3 separate regions of the Hordeum vulgare genome follow, and regions 1 and 3 are each linked to region 2. A link is a contact called in public Hi-C data. All regions are on one chromosome and are shown on one strand. The core of a region is the stretch at or near the end of the contact, and the rest is flanking DNA. Distances in the headings are between cores, read along the strand shown.

Region 1 (3,461 bases), core at 693-3,192, 790 kb before region 2:
AGTTTTCAGATTAGAGGTGTTTACTTACCCTGCAAATGCTTAGTCTCCAAACTACCCGTTCTTAGTTATCTTACTAAAAAAAATGCTTAGAAGTACTTAGTTGCCATGCTAGAAGAACGCTTAATTTCCAGCTTAAAAGGTTTGTAGTCGCCAAGCTAGAAAAAACACGTAGTTTCCAGATAAAAAGGTTCTTAGTTGTCATGCTAGAAAAAATACGTAGTTTCCAGCTTAAAAAGGTTCGTAGTTTCCATGGTAGAAAAGAAACCTAAGTTTCAGATTAAAAAGTTCTCAGTTGCCATGATAGAAAGAAACCTACTTTCCAGATTAAAAAGTTCTTAATTGCCATGTAGAAAGTAGCTTGTTTCCAGATTAAAGAGTTCTTAGTTGCCAAAAATACCTAGTTTTCAGATTAAAAAGTTTTTAGTTGCCATGCTAGAAAAATACTTAGTTTCCAGATTAAAGAGTTCTTAGTTGCCATGCTGAAAAAATACCTAGTATTCAGATTAAAAAGTTCTCAGTTTTCATTCGTACGTAAAAATTTGCTTACTTGCTGGGTTAATTGATATGCTGAGTATGCTTAGTTTAGAGACTAAAAACGCTTAGTGTCATGACTACAAGTACGTACTTGCAAAGAAATATGAAAAATCTAGGTATATGCATAAGAAACGCAAATGAAGGGATGAGAAAAAAGTTAGCATGAATAAGAGGCCGTAAGCTGAATCCATGAATTAGACACGCATGACACAACACTAAGACGGTGAGATGCAAAAATAGTCATCAGAGCCACTGGATGCTGCATGCTGTCCGACACATGCCCTTCCCCATTCTTCCAATCCTACCCGACCACCTCTTCCTTATTTCTTCGCTAGCGTGGTTCTTGCCCTTCATGCCCAGGATCAGATCCCATACCCTCTCGGCCCCTAATGGATGGGGGATTTGACTGAGAGAAGCAAGCATGGGAGGAAGAAGAGAGACGAGAGGTAGGGGAGGAAGTGTGGTGAACAACGACTCAGTGCGGATGGGGTGGGACCTGGGAGTGGGACTAGCGGGATCTGCGGTGGAAGAAATAAAGAAAATGTGCAGATGACTAATCATTCCCTAGCGATTGTACGGACGCGATGCGGCCGCACCGTGCGCACGCTCCTACTTAGATTTTCCCTTTATTTAAAGCTAGAACAGATGTCAAAAAATAGAAAAGAAAAGAAAATAGAAAAAGAACCCTGACTTACCTGGGCCTCCCTGAAGCAGAAGCCGGCCCAGCCCAGCTGAACTTCCCATGTCGTCTTCCTCCCTGCACGAGAAGGACGAGCGCATGGTCACGGCGCACCAGCACGCGCCTCGCCACCTCCTGCTTCCGCCGCTTCGCGGCGAGTGCGCTAAGGACGCCAAGTTCCTCCCGTGCACGCGTCTTCCCCTCCCTGTGCTCATCCCCTTCTCTGTCTCTCCCTCTCGTCCATTCCCACGCACAGACCCAAGCACACTGTTGCCTCGTTCGCCACCACCGCGGCCACCAGCCACTTCTCACCTCCCCGTGCTTTCCAGAAGAACCGCCGCATCGCAATGCCACCCTCCACCGAAATAATCAAGCCCCGAGTCCCTCCATCGCCGTCATCATCGTTATCTTCTCCACCTCCGACAGTCGGCCGTCGCCGTCGATTCGCCATGTGCAGAGCCTCCACGCCCATGTTGTTGTCGCAAATGGAATCGCGGTGAGCCACTGCCCCTTTTGCCTATCTCTCCCGCCCTCCTGAGAAGCTCCAGTCAGGGACGAATGACGGCTGCCGCGCGAGGTCATCGTCGGCCTTGTTACCGGCCACCCCTAGCCCGTGGCTGCGTCAGGTGGATGCGCGCGACTGCGGGCTACCTCCTGGTGCCCTCGGATTGCCCATCCACCGGTCGTATGGTCGCCGGTGCCGCCGCCCCGTGTGGTGCCGTCAAACCGTGGTCGTCGATGATTAGCCGCTGGCTAATCGCGCCATTAGCCGTTAACCCCACCTCTAGGTCCATGACAAGTGGGCCCAGAGCCCTTAATAACCTCGGTTTATTTTATTTAAATTTTGTTAAGCTTTGTGTCTATGACATAGGGGTCCCACGATCACATTTGACATGGACCGGGTCCTTTGACCTGCTCACGCGAGCATGACGTTAGCGTGACACAATTAATGATTTTCTGGAATAAAAAATTCAGAAAAATTCCATAAATTGGTATAAACTTTAAAAAATAATATAAAATAATCTATAGCTCCAAATCAAATAATTTATATATGAAAAATTAACAGAAAAATCCAAAGAATCTGATGGTACTATTTTCATGCATGTTTGAACAACCCGAAGTTGCTGGTTAGTACAATTCAATTAAAGGCATTTAAATGCTTTACATGTGAAGTTTGAATTTGATTTATATTGATCAAATGAACTTCATTTAATCGTGGTTAGTGGTTTCATCTCAAAGCAGCAAAATGTTAACATGTCGTTACCATGCGTCATTGTGAAGCATTTGTCGTGCTTAACTTGTTCCTTGTTTGTCCTTGTTGTTAGACTTGTGAGACGTAGTTATCGACGACATCGAAGAACAGCTGAGTTCTTCTGATCAACAGGCAAGCAACCCCTTGAACATTCCAATACAATCCCACTCTCTCGCTCCTACTCTTATTTCAATGCATTAGAACCACACGATTCAACTGTTACTTGTGTTATGGTAGATGAACCCATTCCTTTGCACGACCTATCATTGTCACAATAAATAGATAAATTAAGCAACCTAGCATACGTGGTAGATATTTGAGCCATGTTGTGCCATTACCCTGTTATGCTTGCTATGCTTAGAGTTGAGTTGGTATCACCATGTGGGTGATGATTGGAATGATCATGTCCTACTGATGAGAGTTAAGCGTGTGAACATGTTTTGGTAAAGGTAGCGATGAGAGGTCATGTAGGAGTACATGGTGGGTTGTCTCATTGACGCCGCACTTCGGACCTGAGATCTTATGTTGGTGTTCCAAGAGTAGCTACTACTGCACACTGGGTTCCGGTAACTCGACCCCTCTCGGCCTATTAGCCTACCCTGTTCTCCGCCCAGGAGTCATGGTAGTTTGAAATGTTCATAGGATGTGATCGGGCCTGCGAAGTGGATGAACGGACCAACCAGGACCGGCTTGGGGCCATGTACACAACTTCTAAGTTCGAATCATGAAACACTGCCGGATTCTCGATTCTGGTAGGCAACTCAGATAGGCGTTTGCCTAGGGCTAGAGTCGTTGTAGGTTAACGTCTGTGGCCAACTCCCTCGCTGGGTTTCCACTTGAAGGTTGCCGAGGTGCATGATGTGCACATGGCGATAAGTGGAGAAAGTGTGTGTGAAGAAGTACACCCCTCAAGGGTAACTATCTATTCGACTAGTTGCGTCCTCGGATATGGACTACTTGAATACTTACATGGTTCATAGATAACTTTAATGGATA
Region 2 (3,833 bases), core at 574-3,073:
CCGCGCGTTGGGTTTCTCTTCCCTCCTGGCAGCGCTGCTCTTTGGTGTCGGCGATGCATTGCTCGATCGAAGATTGCAGCTGTTTGGCAGCGGGCATCGCGTCCCTCACCGCCCTGGCTTTTTTGGTGCCATCTGGGCGCCCTTCTGCCGCAGCCGGGGCAGGCGCGTCTGGATTGTAGGTCTCCTTGGCCTTGTCGAGAGCGAGGCAAACTTCCCTCCACTTCTAGCACGACTCGATCCCGGAGAACACGTGAAGGAACTTGAACTCTTGGTCCTCGTTGTTGGTGTGATACATGGTGAACATCCAAACCATCTGCACAACCGCGGACAAAACATGTCAGCAAAGTAAACGGTGACGCGATGAACTGGGGCCGACGAACTATGTCCATACCCGACCCTCGATGTTGGCGCCGCTTTTCGGGTGAGCAATGACCTCCTCAACGATACCATGCCACTTGTTGCAGTCCATCTGGACCGTCGACCAGTGGTTTGACATGGCCTTCTCGCCGTGGTCCATGTGGATGTTGACGACGTTGGGGTCGACCAGCTTGCGTTCGTCGAACACCGTCTTGATTCTCCCCCAGTACATGTCGATGTTCTCATTCGCGCCGGTGATCGGGTCGATGTCGACGGTCTTCCATGCTTCAGCAAGGCACTCGTCTTCCTTTGACGTCCACTTGACGCGGGGTTCGGCTGGCTTGGCGTTCGACGCCTACTTCCCCCCTTATTTTTTGGCACTGGTTCCGGTTCCACCTCCACCTGCTCTTCCCCCTCCTCCACGGCGTCGTTGAGCTCGTCGTCAATGTCGCCAGCAGTGTCCATTGTTTCATCCTGCACGCCGAACCACGGGTAGGACACGACGACGACAGAGCTGCTCGTGATTATCTCGTCCATGTCGGCGTCGGTGTGGTTAAACTGTAGCGCCGAAGCGGGCGCGATGGAAGGGCACCACAACGCAGAGGCGACACAAGCGAGGTTGTTGACGAGTACACCGACGGCAAGTAGTTGTACTGGGTGTTGAGGCCGACGCTGAACGCGGGGGAGGGAGTACGCGGGTCGTGGCTAAAGCCGATGGGGGGAGGAACATTACGATGCGTCATGCGAGAAGGTGGTGTTGGGGTTGAAACTGCCATGCGCGTCGCCGTCGGAGTAGCCAGGCGAGGTTGCGTACCCCGAGGACGGCATCGACGGCGAGAGGTTGGCCGGCGACGCGACGCTCTGCCAGGCGGATTCATCATCCCCGCGCGGGGGGCCACTTCCTGATCGACCGCCGCCGCCGCCGCGTCCCTGACCCTCTTGGCGTCGAGCCTTCTTCGTCGGTCGGTTGTGACCGCCTACCGGTGCTATACATCCGCCCTCCACTCGACGTCCGAAACGCCTGCCAACCTAGCCATCGGCTTCCTCGACTTCCTCTGCTTCGGCTGGATGTAATCGGCAGCGGTGGCGGGGCGAGGGACGGTGTACTTCTTCGATGTCATGGCGGCCAGATGAAGGGGAGAAGGGGAAAATGGAGGGAAAGGGAGGAGAAAACAACGGGAATAGGCCGATCCGTCGCTGACAACGCGGATCCACTCGACTTTTCGCTTCGGCCGGCTCTCCGAGGCATCCCCAGGTTCGAGGGATATTATTTTAACCCAAACCGGCACTAAACGAGAAGTTTGGAGACACGAAAAAGGCGAAGGAGGGGGGGGGAGCGAGTGGAGATGCATCGGGCGTCGGTAGGAGTCTATACCACTATCCAAATCCAAATCCTACACACAGGCTGTATGTTCAATCGAAGACGTAAATGCGAGCTACGTGATCTCTCTCGGAAGACGTATATCATATGGTAGCACCACGAGGAGTTTGCTCTAGTAGGATTTTTTCGGTGCCCTCCTTCCCCTTGCTCTCGACCTCGACCTCCCCGTGTCTTCCCCTCCCGTCGTCACCGACCACCTCATCCACCGCCGCAGGCCAAGCTCCGACTCAGTACAACTGAGCCGCAGCCGATACTCGACTAGCGCCGGTCCGATCTCGGTGCCTCCAGGGAGCGCATGGGGCTACGCCGTTGAGGCTTGCCAGTGCCCCACGGTGGCGCGCGCCGAGGCCGTGGAAAGCAGCCGTAGCCGCAGAATCCGGAAGCCGATCCACGAGCCGCGAGGTATCCACACTTCCTGAGTCGCAGAAGCGCGAGCAGGGGTGACAAATGGACGAGTTCGAGAGCGGCGATAAGGGAATCGCCGGCCCCGCCCCGGGCCCCGGCGCTGGGGACGACGGCAACTCCGCGCCGCTTCCTGAGACGGTATGATATCTCCTTGGCTGCCGCTACTTTAGATGTTCGTGGAAAATTGGTAGCGCCTTGGGTTCTACTTGCCTTGATTAGACGCTGGAATTTGTGGATCGTGGATCGAATTTGGTAACCTCACTCGGAGGACGGTGAGATAGTATGCTTGTGTAGTTATAAGTTGCTCTAGTGGCCGTGTGTCTACAATAAATTTGCGTGGATGCCTCCTGCGCCGCTCCCTTAGACAATGACGCTGAAAATCTCTTAGGTTGCCATGACCAAAAATGGAGTGATGGGCGTGGTATTACAAAGAGTATATCTCTTTATGTGGAGAATATACCCCCCTAAGGTGTGGACGATTAATCCTAAATATAAACGATTAGAGTAGGATTCCTCTGTTTCTAAGTAAAATGTTATAGTAGGATTGAAATATCTGAACTAGGTTAGAGCTATGAGCGGTGAGCGGCATCAAAAGAGCTGAAATTGTAACTACTGGGCCTACTTCATCAAGCAGTTGCTAAGATCTTAGCTGAAACAAGTGGATACATTTGTTTATTTTTTGGTGAACTGTTGGTTTCTCTTCTCGAAGTTTGAATATATACAAAAAAGTACCCCCTCCGTTCCAAAATACTTGTTGTAGTTTTAGTTAAAATTTGAACTAAAACCACGACAAGTATTTTGGTTGGAGGGAGTACTTGTTATGTAAATGTGGGACATCAGTATGAGTTAACGTGGAGCTTTCATAGCTGCTGCCTGTTTTGCCAGTTCTTTGTATTTGTTTTGTCGCCTAGTGTGTCTAGTGTGCTGTGACTTTCTGCTTCATTGTTGTCAGAATTTTTTACCTAAATACTGGCCATATATAATTATTATTTTTTCTTTGTACATTGTGTTGTGCATGCAGTAGGCAACATGTTGGCCGGACATGCTACCGAATGTACCATTTCTGGTGTGCACAGCCTGCATTCAGTGAATACTGCTTATGTTGATTATCACATATGACCCCCCTGTTCCATTGCTGTTTGCTTTATAGCGCTCCACTGCTGAGATGAGTTCCCTAGGCTTAAATTGCTGTTTTTTGCCGTGTCCAGGAATGGGCATTTGTAAATCTAACCTACTGGGTCTGTGTCTTTGTCCATCTAACCTACTGGTTTTGTGCATTACCTTGTACGTTAGTTCTATAGTTTTGTGGCTGGTTTCTTGGACTTTGTTTCCTGTTTTTGTTAAATTTGCCCAGTTCAGTGTTACATGCAGGTGTAAGATATTTCTATGTCTGCAAGAATCTAAAGAGGTTTCACTTTGTATTTGCGCTGTATAGAGCTGCACTATGGCTGCTACCAAATGGAAATATCAAATATATGGTTTGCTTGTTCCAGTGACGCAATATTCACTTCAATCCTTTTATGCATCTCAATTTCATTTTTCATCATGTATAAAGGCCAGGGGCCGTCTGGGATGGGGGTTGGGGAGACACTTCTAAATCTGGAAAATAACATCACTACTGCACCTGTTATGTTTGTGATGCAAGGTAATCCTTTATTCATCTATTGGTTTAGGTGCAAATTGGAAATTC
Region 3 (3,644 bases), core at 248-2,747, 570 kb before region 2:
GGTCCATCCAACCAGCTCGGCAGATGCGCGAATTGATGTCGCCGGCAGCGATCTCTGCTTATTAATTGCGGTGTTGAGATGGACCTTGCGCATTCACTCGTTCCCGTTTTTGCTTAAATCTGCAAGCCTGTTCAGAGTTCAAAACTTCGCGGTATCGTTGCAACGCTAAACGAACGGCGACAAAAACAAACCGGCGGCTTGCAGTCGAAGAAAACGCACCAACAGAACCAGGATAACCAGCAATCTTATTACGACCGGCAACAATGCCTTCGACATCATGTACTCCATAGACCTTTGAAAAAAAGCCACATCTCCTTGGACATGTACTCCACGAATGGAGCATATGGAGGTCGACTCACCGGTGACCTCGTATGAGGTACAAGATTCGCTTCTCTCATGTGAGCAACTGGAGGCGTCTATGTCCATCGTATCGGTGATACATGTGGCTAAGGATGTTGAGGTGGTCGGTATGTTGGCGTGTGAATCTTTGAAGCCCAGTCAGCCACTCGCCTCTGTGAACCATGGATGTTTAGACATTGCGATCATCCACTCACGGGTGATTGTGGGGTAGGTTTCTGTGTGTGACAAGGTCGATAAGATTTTCTTTGAGATAGAGTTTCATAGACTGCTCAAACGTGTGAAGACGGCTAGTCATGGATCTGACAAGGTGATTGTGAAGAAGGCTCTCAGAAACAAAAGAAAGAAGGCGTTTACAGCTGCTTGATGTATGATCTTCAGTCTCTTTGATTGTCCTTGACCGACTTGTCTTCATGAATTTGATGGTGCATGTGGTCTTCGCTTGAGTTACTCTTATTGGGAGTGTCTTTGTAATGTAGCGGTGTAGGGTTGGTGATCGTTATGCTTTGAGTATAATTGTTGGACTAATCATGTGTTTATAGGGTTTCATGCTCTATGAGTAATTTGCATGTGGATGGCTTGCGTCAGTTTTCATTTGTTTAATTTTGTACTTAATTAATCTTTGTTCCGTTTCCGAAGAAGAAAAACCTAGGGCTGAAATTAGCAAGCTGTGCCTGCACCGTCTGCACCCTGCGTGCCATGTCCTGTTCCCGTATAGTGGCCCAGGACCCAGGCCAGGAGGATCTGAAACGACTAAGGATGAGCTGCCACTGCTCATGAAAGGTTCGGCTAAGCTATACGAACATGTAGTTTTTATAGTTTATCGTTTGGTCGGACCAAGTGCCAGGTTCATATCATCTGTACGTGGTTCTGTTTCTGTGCCGACCGACCCACCCGGCGGCCAGGCCAGTATTTCTCGTGTTGCTTCACGCACAGTACATGCATGTACCCGCGACCGTTGAGCTTGTAATAATATAATCAGGGGTGCAGTGTGATCTGCAGTTTCCGAGCTACACACCGGCGTCACACTCCACACAGCACAGTGACTACGGGGAAACAAAGAGACAAGAGGAGGTGCTGGCCTGCACCGCGCGCGGCTGCGCTGTCTCTCTTGGATTGAATGAACACCACCACTGATCGAGCTCGTGATTGCCGAGGCCACGCTCCCGTAGGCCCCCATGTCGTCGTCGTCCCCCGCTGTGGTCACGGCTCATCTTCGGCCGCGCCGCGGCGCCGGAGATAGATACTGCTGCCTCCGCGCCACCGCTAGACGGTACTAGTGTACATATTTGCGACTCGTATATCGTTCTTGGGCTTGTGTCTTTTGGATGCTGGACCCCGGACGTGCATACGGTGTGGATTTGGTGGAGGCTGGAGACGGCACTGCACCCGCACTGGCGCAACATTTTACATCTGTAGTATGCAGGATGCAGCGGCGGGAGAGGCGAAAGCGACGGCGAGGGTTTGGGGACCGGGGAGGATGAGGTCCGTGTTGGGTGGCGACGCGGCATCGTCGCGTGCCAGTGCCAGTGCCATGGCCATGGACGTCGCGTCGCGTCGCTCGCGTGGTTGTGTACGTACGTAGGTGCTCATATCATAATGTTAATGCGTGGGCGACGCGACGCTCGCACTGCTTCCTACAGTCCTGCTTCTGCTTGTACTACCGCCACTGCTATGCCCCTATGATCTGATTGCATTTTGATTTGATTTGTCATTAACCGCCGGCTGGTGACACTATACCTGTCTGTCTGTTTTGATGCATCACTAACTTTGTCGTCGGTCCGGTACGGGCAGTACCTCGTGCCCAAACAGATCGAGCTAAAAAATATACTACTGGATAATTAAGCTTCCGTTTGACTATTCGATTGGAAGCTGATCGACCAACGCAAGAACTGATCATCCGTCGTCCTATCGCACGGTGAGACACGGAACCGATCCTCCTCCCGTTTTCAGTCACTCAAGTAGTAAGAGCACACCCGCTATGCTACGCTACGGTGTCGTGAATTCAGTACGTCGTGCTTCCCTTTCAGCACAGGCGAGGCGAGCACGCGCACCGGCCAGTGGCGCCGCGCGCCCATACCGACAATGATGGAGCCCTTAAGTGTGTGCTCGGCTTCATCACAACATAAGGACTGGACGCATTACTCCATAACGACAGGAGGGGCGGCAGCAGCAGCAGCAGCAGCAGCAGTAAAAGTCGATCGATCGTCTCGTTGCGACGCCCCTTTCTAGCGTATATGAAAACGAAGAGCAGGAGAGCGACGGGCTTGGAGACGAGAGGCCACGACGAAAATGTTTTGTTGGACCATGCATGGTTCAGCTCAACCTACGTCCGACACCATTGATTTCTAGACATTGTTTATAAAGACCAGCAAAAGGGTCCATGCGTTGCAACGGAAAAAGAAAACATAATATTCAATGATCATGATCACATTTTGCTACATCACCGAGTTACACTATCATTCTTAAATCAAGAATATTTTTCAAATTCATGAACAATTTTTCAATCTTTTGATATTTTTGAAAATCAAGAACATTTTTGTTATTTGCAAACAACATTTTAATTGTGAATATTTTTTTAACAATTTTCCTCCATACCACCTCTAGCGTTTTCACCTTTGAAAACATCTGCCTATATTGATATCAAGTGATAAAGGTATATAAGTTGCTGGTATTTTGTGGAAAAATTGTGACAACCAGGGATCGAACCTGGGCCTGTTCTATAAGGGAACAGGCGCCCTAGCCACCACAACTCGTGTGTGCTCTTGAGACTTCACGTTCTCGTAGTTTAATAAGCGCATGGTAAAAATAATAATTTTAAACAGAAAACGAAAAAAGGTGAAAGGTGGGGCTCAAACTCAGGTCTTCGGGCTAGCTTAGAAAGAGAGAAACCACCCTGCCGCTTGCTTGTCCATCATAGAAAAGGCTCGCACGGTATAACATAAATCAGACGGTGAATTGCAAAAACGACGGACGACAGAACCACTTCATGCATTATTATTATTAGGGAAAGATTAGTGCATTATTGATTAAAATATACATGACACGAAATATTTGATGGATTTGACATGCATGACGCGAATTCACATGTAAAAGATGTTTAATCGTATGATGTAAAATATAGGTTCAGCTGAATCATTGTGCTGAATCACGCCTCTCGAAGCCACGATGCCCTCAACGTCAACCGTTTCCAGAAAATAAATGCCTTGAACGTCCGAATCGCGCGCGATCAGGCAACAGCATGTATAGGTACGCTCACCGCTGTTGATAGGGTCGCCGTCGTTGAT

Evidence for each region. A called contact is a pair of places that touch in the nucleus more often than the background predicts.
Region 1: a contact with region 2 is called in a Hi-C map of leaf, with 3 times the contacts expected there. The contact joins the enhancer-like site here to the promoter of LOC123443119 in region 2. A contact is called at or near these places in 3 of 6 Hi-C or Micro-C datasets (leaf and seedling).
Region 3: a Hi-C map of seedling shows a contact between it and region 2, with 3 times the contacts expected there. The contact joins the enhancer-like site here to the promoter of LOC123443119 in region 2. A contact is called at or near these places in 2 of 6 Hi-C or Micro-C datasets (leaf and seedling).

What each region holds. Positions count from the first base shown.
Region 1 is chr3H:97,590,964-97,594,424 of MorexV3_pseudomolecules_assembly, forward strand. No RefSeq gene overlaps it. Among protein-coding and RNA genes, the nearest start is that of LOC123439609, 120 kb to the left of the region's middle. Within about 2 kb of position 1,943, at least 3 of the 3 cell types and tissues checked have open chromatin away from gene starts, as enhancers often do. A contact at or near this core is called in leaf and seedling, where this site is marked.
Region 2 is chr3H:98,382,741-98,386,573 of MorexV3_pseudomolecules_assembly, forward strand. It overlaps LOC123443119 (casein kinase 1-like protein HD16), which reads left to right and starts at 1,824. Exons shown (of 16, transcript XM_045119385.1): 1 at 1,824-2,281; 2 at 3,817-3,833. The coding sequence starts at 2,186. It also overlaps the pseudogene LOC123441541.
Region 3 is chr3H:97,809,469-97,813,112 of MorexV3_pseudomolecules_assembly, forward strand. No RefSeq gene overlaps it. Among protein-coding and RNA genes, the nearest start is that of LOC123439610, 8.8 kb to the left of the region's middle. Within about 2 kb of position 1,498, at least 3 of the 3 cell types and tissues checked have open chromatin away from gene starts, as enhancers often do. A contact at or near this core is called in leaf and seedling, where this site is marked.